Regions from separate parts of the Ovis aries genome. Here region 1 is linked to region 2. Evidence: chromatin contacts called from public Hi-C data. All regions are on one chromosome and are shown on one strand. Each heading gives the region's core, a stretch centred on a gene start, on an enhancer-like site or on the middle of the called end of the contact. The rest is flanking DNA. Distances are from core to core; before and after follow the strand shown. Region 1 holds the start of COLGALT2 (collagen beta(1-O)galactosyltransferase 2). Region 2 overlaps RGL1 (ral guanine nucleotide dissociation stimulator like 1).

Region 1 (5,504 bases), core at 2,198-4,697, 130 kb before region 2:
CTATTATCTTCTATATATCTTCCATGGCTGAGTAATATTCCATTGTATATATACATACCATATCTCCTTTATCCATTCATCTGTGGATGCACGCTTATATTGCTTTCATATCTTGGCTATTGTAAATAATGCTGCTGTGAACATTGGAGTAAATGTATGTTTTTGAATTCGTGTTTTCATTTTCTTCAAATATATACCCTGGAGTCAGGTTGCTTCATCATCTGGTGGTTCTTAGTGTTTTGAGAAACCTCCATACTGTTTTCCACAATGGCTACACCAATTTACATTCCCACAAACAATGTACTGGAGTTCCCTTTTCTCCACATCCTCACCAGTATTTATAATTTGCAGACTTTTTGATAGCCATGCTGACAGGTATGAGATGATATCTCTTTGCGATTTTGATTTGAACTTCTCTGATAATTAGCAATGTTGGGTACCTTTTCATATGCTTGTTGGCCATTTGTATGTCTTCTTATGAAAAATGTCTATTCAGGTCTTCTGCCCATTTTTTAACCAGGTTGGTTTTTTTTTCTTTGATATTAAGTTGTACGTGTGTGTGTGTGTTAGTCACTCAGTCATGTCCAACTCTTTGCAAGCCCACAGACTGTAGCCCACCAGGCTCCTCTGTCCATGGAGCTCTCCAAGCAGATACTGGAGTGGGCTGCCATTTCCTCCTCCAGGGGATCTTCCCGACGCAGGGATCAAACCCACGTCTCTTATGTCTCCTGCATAGGCAAGTGGGTTCTTTACCACTAGCGCCACCTGGGAAGAACTATATGCTTTTATATGCCCTTAATATGTTTTTATATGTTTATAAAGTAGAATGGTTTTTATCAGTTTAAAATAAGATATTTAACCATATAAATTCAAAATTACTGAGCTTGACAATCTGTATATTTAAACTAAAATTTTGCTTTTGAGACTTTAATCACCTGGAGCCTGCAACTCTGCCATATGGTTGTGACCATTCAAAATCATATATTCATATATTCAATATGACATTTGAAAGCACTGTGTAAGCCAACTATACATGAGATATTTAGCTCATTTTTTCCATTTTAACAAAGTTTTTAGCTTTTCTGTAAAAGGTTATATATATATAACTATATGAAAGTCATAAAATAATCCAGCTTTCTCTCTTCCCCCTTCCGACCCTGCCCTCCAGTCATGCTCTTCTCATTGCCATTCCTCATGCTCTGTGTTCTCTCATTCTTTTGCTTTTATAGTTCCATCAGCCTGAAATCCCAACCTCTCCCAAGCCTCTATCATTTTCCTAAAATATGCCCCTCATTTTTCAATACTCGGTTCAAAGGCATTTCTTTAATGAGGCATTTCCTAACCATCCCCACTTCCCTTCCTTATCCTCTTTTCTTACCAGTTTATGGTATTTATTCATTCATTCAATATATCTTAATTATCCATGCATTTCCAGCACCCATGCCTTGGCACAGTAGACACTGAGAAAATGTTGAAACAATTAAGTGAAGACAATTTGAGAAACATATCTAGTCTTTTTAAACAAGATAAAAAGAATATTTTAAATTTGTGTAAATGTGTTTGGAATTGAAAAACATTTTTCTATGGTAACTATTATATAGTGCTTGGATACAGGCCAGAGCTTAGACAAAACTTTGAAAGTGGCACAGTTTAATTTTATCCCTTCCCATTTCAGCCACTGCTCTTTTTCTCACGCTACCCTCTATATCCTTTCCCTACTTGGACTTGGAGTCCACAAGCCCAGATATCAGAAATCCACAGAACTTGCTTTGTCAAAAACAGTGCCTTGCTCCATATATGGATTCCCTTCAAAGCTTTTTACAGTGCACCTCAGTTTAGATATTGAGATTAGAAACTCAGATTTAATTCACACAAATGTAGGAATACCAAAGCTATTGCCTACTATTCTTCTCTCAAGTGTTTTAGTGTTAAAATTGGCACACTTGTCAATTTGAATGAATGCTTATATTGTAGGATTTTAGGCTGGCTAAGACAAGGGAATAAAAAAATCCAAGTAGTGAAAAAAAAATGTGTGTGCGTGCTCAGTCATGTCCTACTCTTTGCAACCCCATGGCTTGTAGCCCACCAAGCTCTTCTGTCCTTGGGATTTCCCAGGTAAGAATACTGGAGTGGGTTGCCATCTCCTTCTCCAGGAGATCTTCTCAACCCAGGATTGAACCCATGCCTCCTGCAATTGGCAAACACTGGCAGGTAGATTCTTAACTACTGAGCCACCTGGGAAGCCCCCCAAAAGGTATTTTGGTGCAGGAAAAACTAGCCCTGTTGATTCAGCCAAGACTCCCTCCTCCAACTCTGACCCAGCCAGATAAAAAGGGCAGGACACCTTCTGCCCCTTTCTCTGGAGAAGGAGGATTCAAACGCTCAACACCCGAATGATTGACATTTAGTAATTTCATAAATGGTTGTTGAATGAGAAAATAAGGCAGGAACTTAAAAGGCTTTTACATAGGAAGAAATTGATGTCCAGAGAGGTCAAGTCTCCAAGTTCACACCAAGAATAAGCAACACACATGAGACAAAAATTTAGCCCCAACTTCCGCACACAAAGAACTTCCAGAAAAGAAGTCCACACAAAAAAGAAATCTAGTAAAGAACTTCTTGTGGTGACGGACAGGGAGTCCTGGGGTGCTGCGATTCATGGGGTCGCAAAGAGACAGGTTGGAGCAACTGAACTGAACTGAACTGAACTGAAAGAGCTTCTTTACTAGCTTTCCTCCATTGTGGTCGAAATTAAATATCCTTTGATGGTATATTTCCTAGCATTTTCACTTTGCCTGCTAATTGCGTTCTTCCACCCTTCCTTCTTTCTCCCTTATTCTCCCTTCTCTTCCAGCATGTACAGATTTTCCGTCTGTTACAATTTATCAGTTTGGGTCATTAAGGAAAAAGAAAACCATCTGAAGTGAATCTGGTCCTTAACCTGCCACCCTTTCAGGAAGTTCAGGACCCTGAGTTGTCAGGTAGAGGACATGCCCCATGAAGAGCTTTCCTTTAATTTGAAGAGTTCGCTCTGGCTCTAAAATTCTTCAGGTCTTCCAACTAGATCTTACTGGGGAGACTACCCAGTCAAAAATATATTTAAAGAGCGCTTGAGGGTGAGGAAATACAAATATTCTGCCTTCGTGGAAGTTAAAAAAAAAAAAAAAAGCCTGTTTATCATAGTAATGAATTACTGGGTGACTTTTCATTTTAGAACTCTACCCATTTAGTCAATAGGTGCATTATGAAAAACTGGATACATTGCATCACTGTGAAGGACTTTAGACTGCGGTTTGCAAAAGCAGAATAAATTTTCTTGGAGTCGTACCGTTATGTACACACGCTCGCTCGCGCGCGCGCGCGCACACACACATACACACACGCATTCACACGCCCATTGGCAGACACAGCCACACCTCACAGCCCTGAGGAAAGCCACAGACCTCAGTACAAGCTGAACCTGAACTAGAGGAACTTTCCGCCGGACTCGGGACAAACAGCCGCACCGACACGACTGTCTGCGAGCCGGAGCCCAGGCGAGCGCCGGCGGCCGCAGGTACTCCGGAGCGCCCGCGGCGGGGCCTGGGCGGTGCGGCGGCGGCTGCAGCGGGAGGGTCCCGGCGGCCGAGGCCGTGCCAGTGCGCGCGCGCCAGCCGCCTCCCCTCCGCCCCTCGCCGCCGGCCTCGGGCATCCGCGCCGGGTCGTCCCGCCGCCCGCCACGGCCCGGAACATGGCCGCGCGCCCCGCCGCCCCCCTGGCCTGGGCGCTGCTGCTCGTCTCCTGGGCTCTGCTGCGCGGCGGCTGCCGGGCGCGCTTCGCCGCCGAGGCGGACTCCGAGGACGACGAAGAGGAGGCGGTGGTTTTCCCCGAGTCGCCCCTGCAGAGACCCACGGTGCTGGTGGTCGTCCTCGCGCGCAACGCTGCGCACACGCTGCCTCACTTCCTCGGGTGCCTGGAGCGCCTGGACTACCCCAAGAGCAGGATGGCCATCTGGTGAGCCGGCTGCGCCGGGCTGGGGGGCCGGGGGACCGCTCAGGACGCGCGGGAGACGTGGTGCGCACACCCCTCGCTGCCTGCCCGGGTCCTGGCCGGATCAGCGGTTGCGGTCGGGAAGGACGCGCGCGTCTGTGTGCGCCCCGGGTGCTACTGGGGATAAGCAGCCCGCCCGGAGCTCCCCCGGGGACAGTACGAATGGGGTGACCTCGTGCCTCTCCCAGATAGGGCTGGGGAGACGCCGCAAAAGTGCTAGCTTCTCCGCCTTTGCACTCGCGAAGATTCCTTTTTCCCCCATCTCTCATTTCTCGTCCGGGAGTGAGGGAATAAAGGTGCCCGTCGTCGCCGCCGGCTCCTTGGGACGCGACGTGGTCCGTCACTGCGGCTGGCAACGGGGGACTCCGGAGTGGCTGGGGTGCGCCGCCCTGGCTTCCAGGTGCCAGGCTTCCATCTCAGAGGCTGAAAAGTGGCTCCGGGTTCTCCCCGGGTGTGAGGGGAAAGGGGAGAGGGGGTCAGGATCCAGAGATTAAGGCTAGGTGAAGCCCGCTGCGTTCTAACCACGCCACCACCGTGGATGCTTTCTTGTCTGAGCGCTCCAAGCTGTCCCGTCCCCGCATCCTGCCTTCCTTCCTGGGCCCAATCCCGCCGCAGATGCAAACATCGCCGGGTCCCTTGGGGTACTAAGTCCTCGGGACTGAGCAGCCTCAGGAAGGCAAACAGCAAAGATTTGATGCTCTTAGAATAGAGACCCGGGCCTGGTCCCGGTGCTTGCTGCGGGGAGGGTCAGGGCATCAGTGGGGGTGGCTGCCCATCTCAACTTGAGAACTTGGTCCTGTCCCCACATCTTTGTATAAAAGCAGATATCGGAGGGTGAGAATTTGATGGCCAGATGAGCCGCTCAAGAGCCTGTGGAGGAGAAGGTGGACCTTGACCAGAGGAGATAAGCCACCAGATACATGGACAAGAGGCCTTTGGTCTCCGGAGGAAGCTAGAGCCCTTGTCACGGGGGAGTTCTGTCTTGTGTTGATAAAGGGAGCTGTCCACAGACAAAATATCCTTAAAGCCTTGGTGGGGCAGAAAGGGAGAAGAAAGGATAAAGCAGTAGCTGGAACTGGCAGCCTAAGGGTACCTGGTGGGCAAAGTGCAGAGGTGAGAAAGCAAACATGAGATATAGTACCGCACTGTGCTATACACTGCCTTACTATATACCCGTTATACGTGCCGGCTGCCACGCAGGAGGCCATGCTATGTGGAAAGTGGGAACATTGGTGCAGCCAGGTTTTAAGCCAGAGGATTTTTTTTAACCATTTCAGTCCCAAAAGGAAATTTTGCAAGTGTCAGTTCTCAGATGCTTTCTTCAAAAGAGGTGCTTTACAGTATGGCCTGTCTTTATGCATTGTTTAATCTTGAAGAGCATCCCAGTAGTTACTAGGACATGAGTGAGTGCAGAAGTGAGTATGAGGCACAGGTTTTGCTATCCAATGCACAGACAGTACCCCTTTTATCAGATA
Region 2 (6,401 bases), core at 1,985-4,484:
ATAAATGAAGCTAGGTTTTATCTACTTGTAACTTCCATTGTCTTTTATAAAAGGAATATATATATATATATATATTACATTGCAGTATATAAATCTAGACTCTACATATACAGTATAAATACACAAGGCGAGCACACGGGCATAACTTGTAAGTCTTGGGAGCTGCACTCTAAACCAGGCTGACAATTCTACATTTTCTTTTACCTTCAAGCCAAGAAATTCAGGCTGAGGATACATTTCCCTCAATCTCCATGATGTCTAGCACCCTGGCCATCCCTCCTCTAAGCACAGAAGCACAAAATCAGACCGGCCTCGCAAATAGAAAAAAAAAAAAAAAATGCCTTTCAACTAGTTGAAACCAGTCAGTCTTTACAATGTACAGTCTGACCTAGAAAGACCTACAGGAAATCTGAGGCCTTCCTGGCTCATTCTCATTCTTTGGTCCAAGGGCACAAATCTCTAGACTTTCCCTGGTGTTTCTTGAAGATTTCAAATGACTACTTACAGAACATGAGTCACACATAACCTTTGGGAGCTGTCTTTACAGGACAGGGGGGTGGGGAGTGGGGGGGTTGGGACGTGTGCGTGGCAGGGTGGGATGGTGAAGAAAAGAAAGAAAAAGCTCTACATTACAATCTGCACTTCTTATTTGGGTCTGTTTTTTATTTTTGGAATAAAAACTGGTATTCTGAGGATTTTTTTTTTTTTCTTAAAAAGGACAACATTCTGAAAGTGCTTCTTACACAGGTCAACATCCCACATATTATGGCTTTATAGCTCAAACCCCAGCACAGCTCAGATCTGGAACAGAGAGGAGCACGGTGCTACTGGAGACAGAAGTGTCACTAACAGTGACCCTGGTATAGAGGGTGGGAACCTGAAAGGAAAAGCTAATGATTCCATCTGGAAGAATGTGTGTACCTCGCTAGAAATGGTCTGGATAGTATGCAAAGCCCCATTTCTGTCCCCACGACTAGGCACAGGAAGGTTGCAAACGTCAGGAAAAACAGGACACTGCTCTCAGTTGGGAACATCTCCAGGGGGCTATTCACAGAGCGACGGCTGTTCAGAAATCTTTCACAGGTCTCAAAACGATCAGACGTAGTCAACCGCAGTAGGAATTTCTACACCTGAGGATCAAATTGCACGGTAATATATAGAGGTGCTACGATCCAGACGGCAAAAGCCTGCAGACATATGGTTTCACATGCAGAAGGCAATCAGAAAAAAACAGTGAAGCAGTGGCATTCTGAGACGGATCAGAGTCCAAGTGAGTCGTCATCCTGCTGAGCTTTCTTTTCTGGCTGATAAGTTACCAAAGAACATGGCTACGTGTGCAAGAAATGCTTGTGATATGTTCTCTAGGGGAGGGGAGACACATGATGCAGTTACCAGAAATCAAAATGGGCTTGCGTTGCCTCCAGAGGCGTCGTGACGGCCGGTTCAGTGGCTCAGAGGGGCCTCCGAAGCTGCTCCTCGCCCTCCCTGGGGAAGCCGATGCATTGGCCGATGCAAGCAGACGTCAAAGCCACTGGCTCATCCAAACCCTGTCTGACGTGGCCTTTCATTCAGCCTGTGGCAGTTCCCACCTCTACAGTGGTTCTTTTCTGGTGGCACTTGATTGAGAAAGTAATCCTCTCCCTTTATAAAAATAGTTTGGACTTCTTATAATACTGGCACAAAGGACACTCTGCAATCCTCGGGTTGATTCCATCTACTTGGGAGGTGTGAGACGAGGCGCTCAGTTCCTTGTTTCCCTGTAAAAAGTGACCTCGACTTCCCAGGCCATTGTGCAAATTTGTTTTCCCGTAGTCCAGAATATCCCATAAGTCCCTCATATTTATATATATACACACACACACACCACATATGTGTACATACATATAGATTTATAAATGCAGATAATTTTGCGTTTCAATCTTGGGTCAAAGAGAATCAGTGAGTCCGTCATCCTTCCTGTGTCAAGCTCATCTCCGATTTCCCCACGATGCCCATCATAGTGCCCTGCACACCAGAGTTGCTCAACAAACCTCAGTCCACTTCACCAACGACCCTCTAACACTGAGTGGTAGCTGCGATCACGATGGCCTATTCTCAGCCCCACCCTGCCTTTGGCGAGCGAGGGGCCCCGGGTCTCTGCCTTCAGAGGGTGATTTTGCTGTGTCTGTTGCTCCAGCAGCCCCGTTTAGCTGTCCTGGGCAACGTCAGGCTGGTCCGGCTACGCAGTTTTACTTGCTCTTCCACAGAGTTCTTTTTGCGTAAGATGAAGTCAAAGTTCACTTGGCTGTTCATGGCATAGAAGACGTTTGCCGAGTCTGGGATCACGAGTTCTAAAAAAAAAGAGAGAGAGATGAGGGAAGAGAAGGTGGTCAGCTTGTGCAGTGCTGACCGTGGAAATTCTGCCCAGACTCATGGCTGGAATTATAGCCGTTTGTTCCTGCAATGTGAACGGAGCTGGAAACGACCACCACTCAGTCACACCAAATTGGTTCCAACCATTTCCCAATCCCAATTTTAAAAACTTAAGTGTGAATCAAATCTTGGAAATTCAAGCCATGAACAAAATGCTCAAATGTGGGATGTTTTAGCTGGAAGGACGTAGAGTAGGAAACGGAAGCCTGGAGGAGTTAAGAGACATTGCTGGGTGCACAGCTAGTCAATGGCAGGTCTGGGAGCAGAGCCCGGGGTTTCCAGCCTTCTGTGGTTCACTTTCTACCCAATATGAAATTTTTCTCAGAGACTAAGTGAATCCAATGACATGGAGGAAAAAGGCAGAAAATCTAAAGCACTTTCCAGAAATCTTGACTTGGAACATCAAAACATTTTTAAATTAATCCCAAACCAAGTCAGTATTTTATACCACTTGAGAGCTTGCTTCATTAAGGGCTTGCATTTTAATGTTAAAGGGAAACCACACAAGATAGGCCATATCTGTTAAAACTTAAACAACTGTCTGTTTCAATGAGTCCCAACTAGATAACTGTAATTTCTGAACAAGGACTGTTCCAAGGATAATATGAAGTTATCGAGCAAAGTGATTTAAATTCATTTTTAATTTAAAAAGAAGGTATACACTCTTTAGCACTCAGGGGTAAGGGATATCTTTAAAAATCAAGAGGGAATTAAAGAGGTAAAATGTGCGAAACTAGCTTCGTGGAGTAAGGGAGGCAGCTAGGGGAGGTATGTGATTGCTGAACTGGAGTAAGTCAAACTAACATTAACTCAAACACTGAGGTTCTACTGCCAAGACTGATGCAATCAGGTTCTGAGGGACTCTGCTCCATTGTGCACGTGTCCCCAGTCTCCTGCCCACATATTCCTGAGGTCAGTAAAACTTACCTCACAGCTATATATATACACACACTGTATTTCAAATACTGTCCACTTTTGGGTACATTATTTCCTGCCACCATCCCCCCATGATGCATGAGGGGCCAGTAGGGTACTGTCTCTGTTTAATTACAGACCAAGGCCCAGAGAGGTCAAGCCACCCACCCACCACCACCCAGTGGTGAATGAAGCTGGGCCCCAGCTGTGCTTCGGGACTCCTGGATCTTCAGACCCACCGGGTCTCACCTTGCATTGGCTTGGGGGTAATGTGGGTGGTAAAACCCAAGAGACTGCTTTGTAGGCTTAGGTTTCTAACAGTAACTACACTAAAAGATATAACTGAGAAAGGTTTGCCCCACAACCTCGGGCTCAGCTGGACAAATGAGAAAACTTCCAAGAGACAGTGGGAAAACAGTTTTCTCTGAGGCTGTGGCTTTTCGTCGCTTGGAAAAGGTTATTTTTCTAATTTGGCCCACTCTCGTCTGGGCCCGAGATGACAGCCCTGGGTGATTTTTTTGGGTAAGTGGGGTACGAGTAGCTGCTCCCTTTGCAAATCCCCATCTTGTAGAGTTTCTTTCTTTTCCTTTATAGGGGGAATGCTTGCTGGGGAACAGTCCCACAACGAGACACTTGCATTGGTCAGTGTGTTGGGTCAGTCAGCAAACAGGGTTGGCCTTAATCAACAGTACTGGCTGTTCCTTCTGCACTTGGAAAGCAGACTTATTCTGCTCGAGTCACTTTCTCGGATGTGCCGTGGCATAGAGAAGTCACCTACCAGTTTGCCTTCTCCTCTCAACAAAGAAAGAAAGAAAGTGAAGTCTCTCAGTAGTGTCTGACTCTTTGCGACCCCATGGCCTGTAGCCTACCAGGCTCCTCTGTCCATGGGATTCTCCAGGCAAGAATACTGGAGTGGGTTGCCAATGCCTTCTCCAGGGGATCTTCCGGACCCAGGGATCAAACCCAGGTCTCCCACATTGTAGGCAGACGCTTTACCATCTGAGCTACCAAGGAAGCCCTCTCAACAAAGACAACCCCAATTCAGATTAACAAACTGATACATTCTGGGGGATTATCTGCCGAGAGTTTCCATGAAGGAGATTTCTTTAATTAATGGATTCCTCGGCAAACTGCTGCATTTCATATTCACTGGTTCTTTGCTTCAATAAGTGTGAGGTCAAGAACCTTCCACACTCCTGGCATCGGAAGCTTTTGCTACTTGAAAATCAAGTGAGTAAAGAGCAACTGAAGGCTGAATTCTCATAAATGGTTAACTGAAACAATGAGAAGTCATTGCAGGAACTGGACACGTATTATTGGGTAACGGAGGTAGACGGCCACTGGCAGAGACCAGACAGGCTCCACCTACCCCCACCCCACACAGGGAGGGACGTCTTCCTACAAGAATGCTTGATGAGAAATTTACAGAGAATGCGCGGGAGGCATGCTCAGCAAAACTGCAGAAAAAACAAGGTCTGTGGAGGGGGGGCGGCCTGAGAGAATTAATAACAAGTGAGGTGACGGCATGGTTCCCCACACAACGCCACTCTTGAGCAATTCAAAACCCCCACTTGGAAAAGAGAGGATATAGGTATACATATAGCTGATTCACTTTGTTGTAGAGCAGAAACTAATACAACATTGTAAAGCAACTCTACTCCAATGACAATTAACAAACAATTAATTATATAAGTAAGTAAATAAAAATACCCATCCGCCCCAACTTGGTTCCATTTAAAATAGACACTGTATCCACTAGGGTCTTCTCACACAGGGGAGACCTGGTTTGAAGCGGAACACGTGCCTACCTTTGTCCTCCGAGATGACCTGCACTAGCTCATACTCCTCAGCCGGGTCCGAGTCCAGATTGTGCTTCAACATCGCCCTCTGGATCACAGCGGGAGTTTTATCCTGGCTCGTCAACTGGAAAGCCAAATGAAAGGGTGTGTAAAGCATTTAACTTTGTGTTTCCTGGAAGGGTTTTCCTGACCTTCTTCTTCTTGCTGTCTTGTGCCTTCCCAGGAGAAATGGCCCAGCGAAATGAGCGAGGACCAGGAGCCAGCCCTCCTGGGTTTCAGTCCCGGCTCTACCCTCAGAGGATGGGCCACCAACTCTTCCCATTAGCTCCTCTCGCAAAGCCACCATGTCTTCCCCCATTCAAGCAGGAGAGGCAGCCCAGGGTGCCTTGCCACTTCCAGTGGAGGCTCCAATGGAAGAATGTGTACGAGGGAATTGTGGGGAACACACAGTGTTTTCAGTCCTGGGCCAAGGTTACCCTCACCTGTTGAGCACCGGTGACAACCTTGGGTTAGAAATGGCCACAGTTCCACACACTGACCATTGCAAAAAGCACAAGTGACTCCACAACCCAGGAAGCCCACCTCTAGATATTTACCAAGAGGAATGAACAAACTTTCACAGCAGATTTAGTCATAACAGCCCCAAACTGAAAACATCCTGAACCTCCATCGACAGGAGAACAGGGGAACATAAAGATAGTGCTGTGTGTTCACGACAGAGCATGATGTAACGCATGACGTAACAGCTAAAGGGAACTGAAACACACAACAGTGGGATGAATCCCACACCCGTCACGGACAGCCAGAGGAAGGAGACACAGAAGACAACGCCGCAGGAGTCTGCTCTCACCAAACAGGCCAAGTTAACCTGTGGGGTTAGAAAGCTAACTTTAGCTCAACTCATATTCAACTAAGCTTAAAGCAGGATTGGAGGGGAATTTGGGAACGAAGAAGGGATGAGTAGATGAAAAATGTTATTTATCTAGACTTGCAGTGGTGGTTACATATACATATATATAACCATATACATACATTATATAGTGGTTACATAGATAAATACATATATATGACAGCTACATATATATAGATGGTAGTTACATACATATATAAACATATATATACACATACATATGGTAGTTAAATAAATATATATATTATACTTATAAAAATCCAAAGACTAGAACACTTCAGATCTATGTAATTGTATGTAAACTTTGCTTCAATTAAAAATTAGCTTCTGAGTGTTTACAAACAATAAATCTAACATTTTTAAAA

The links. Hi-C and Micro-C count contacts between places; a contact is called where the count stands out from the background.
Region 1: a Hi-C map of liver shows a contact between it and region 2, with 2.9 times the contacts expected there. The contact joins the promoter of COLGALT2 here to the enhancer-like site in region 2. A contact is called at or near these places in 2 of 16 Hi-C or Micro-C datasets (liver and tail adipose tissue).

What each region holds. Positions count from the first base shown.
Region 1 is chr12:64,527,615-64,533,118 of ARS-UI_Ramb_v3.0, reverse strand. COLGALT2 (collagen beta(1-O)galactosyltransferase 2) reads left to right here and starts at 3,447. Exons shown (of 12, transcript XM_004013865.5): 1 at 3,447-3,993. The coding sequence starts at 3,731.
Region 2 is chr12:64,397,939-64,404,339 of ARS-UI_Ramb_v3.0, reverse strand. It overlaps RGL1 (ral guanine nucleotide dissociation stimulator like 1), which reads right to left. Exons shown (of 19, transcript XM_042229196.1): 18 at 5,136-5,250; 19 at 1-2,330. The coding sequence ends at 2,143. Among named protein-coding and RNA genes, the nearest start is that of COLGALT2, 130 kb to the left of the region's middle. Within about 2 kb of position 3,234, at least 2 of the 54 cell types and tissues checked have an H3K27ac peak or open chromatin away from gene starts, as enhancers often do. A contact at or near this core is called in liver, where this site is marked.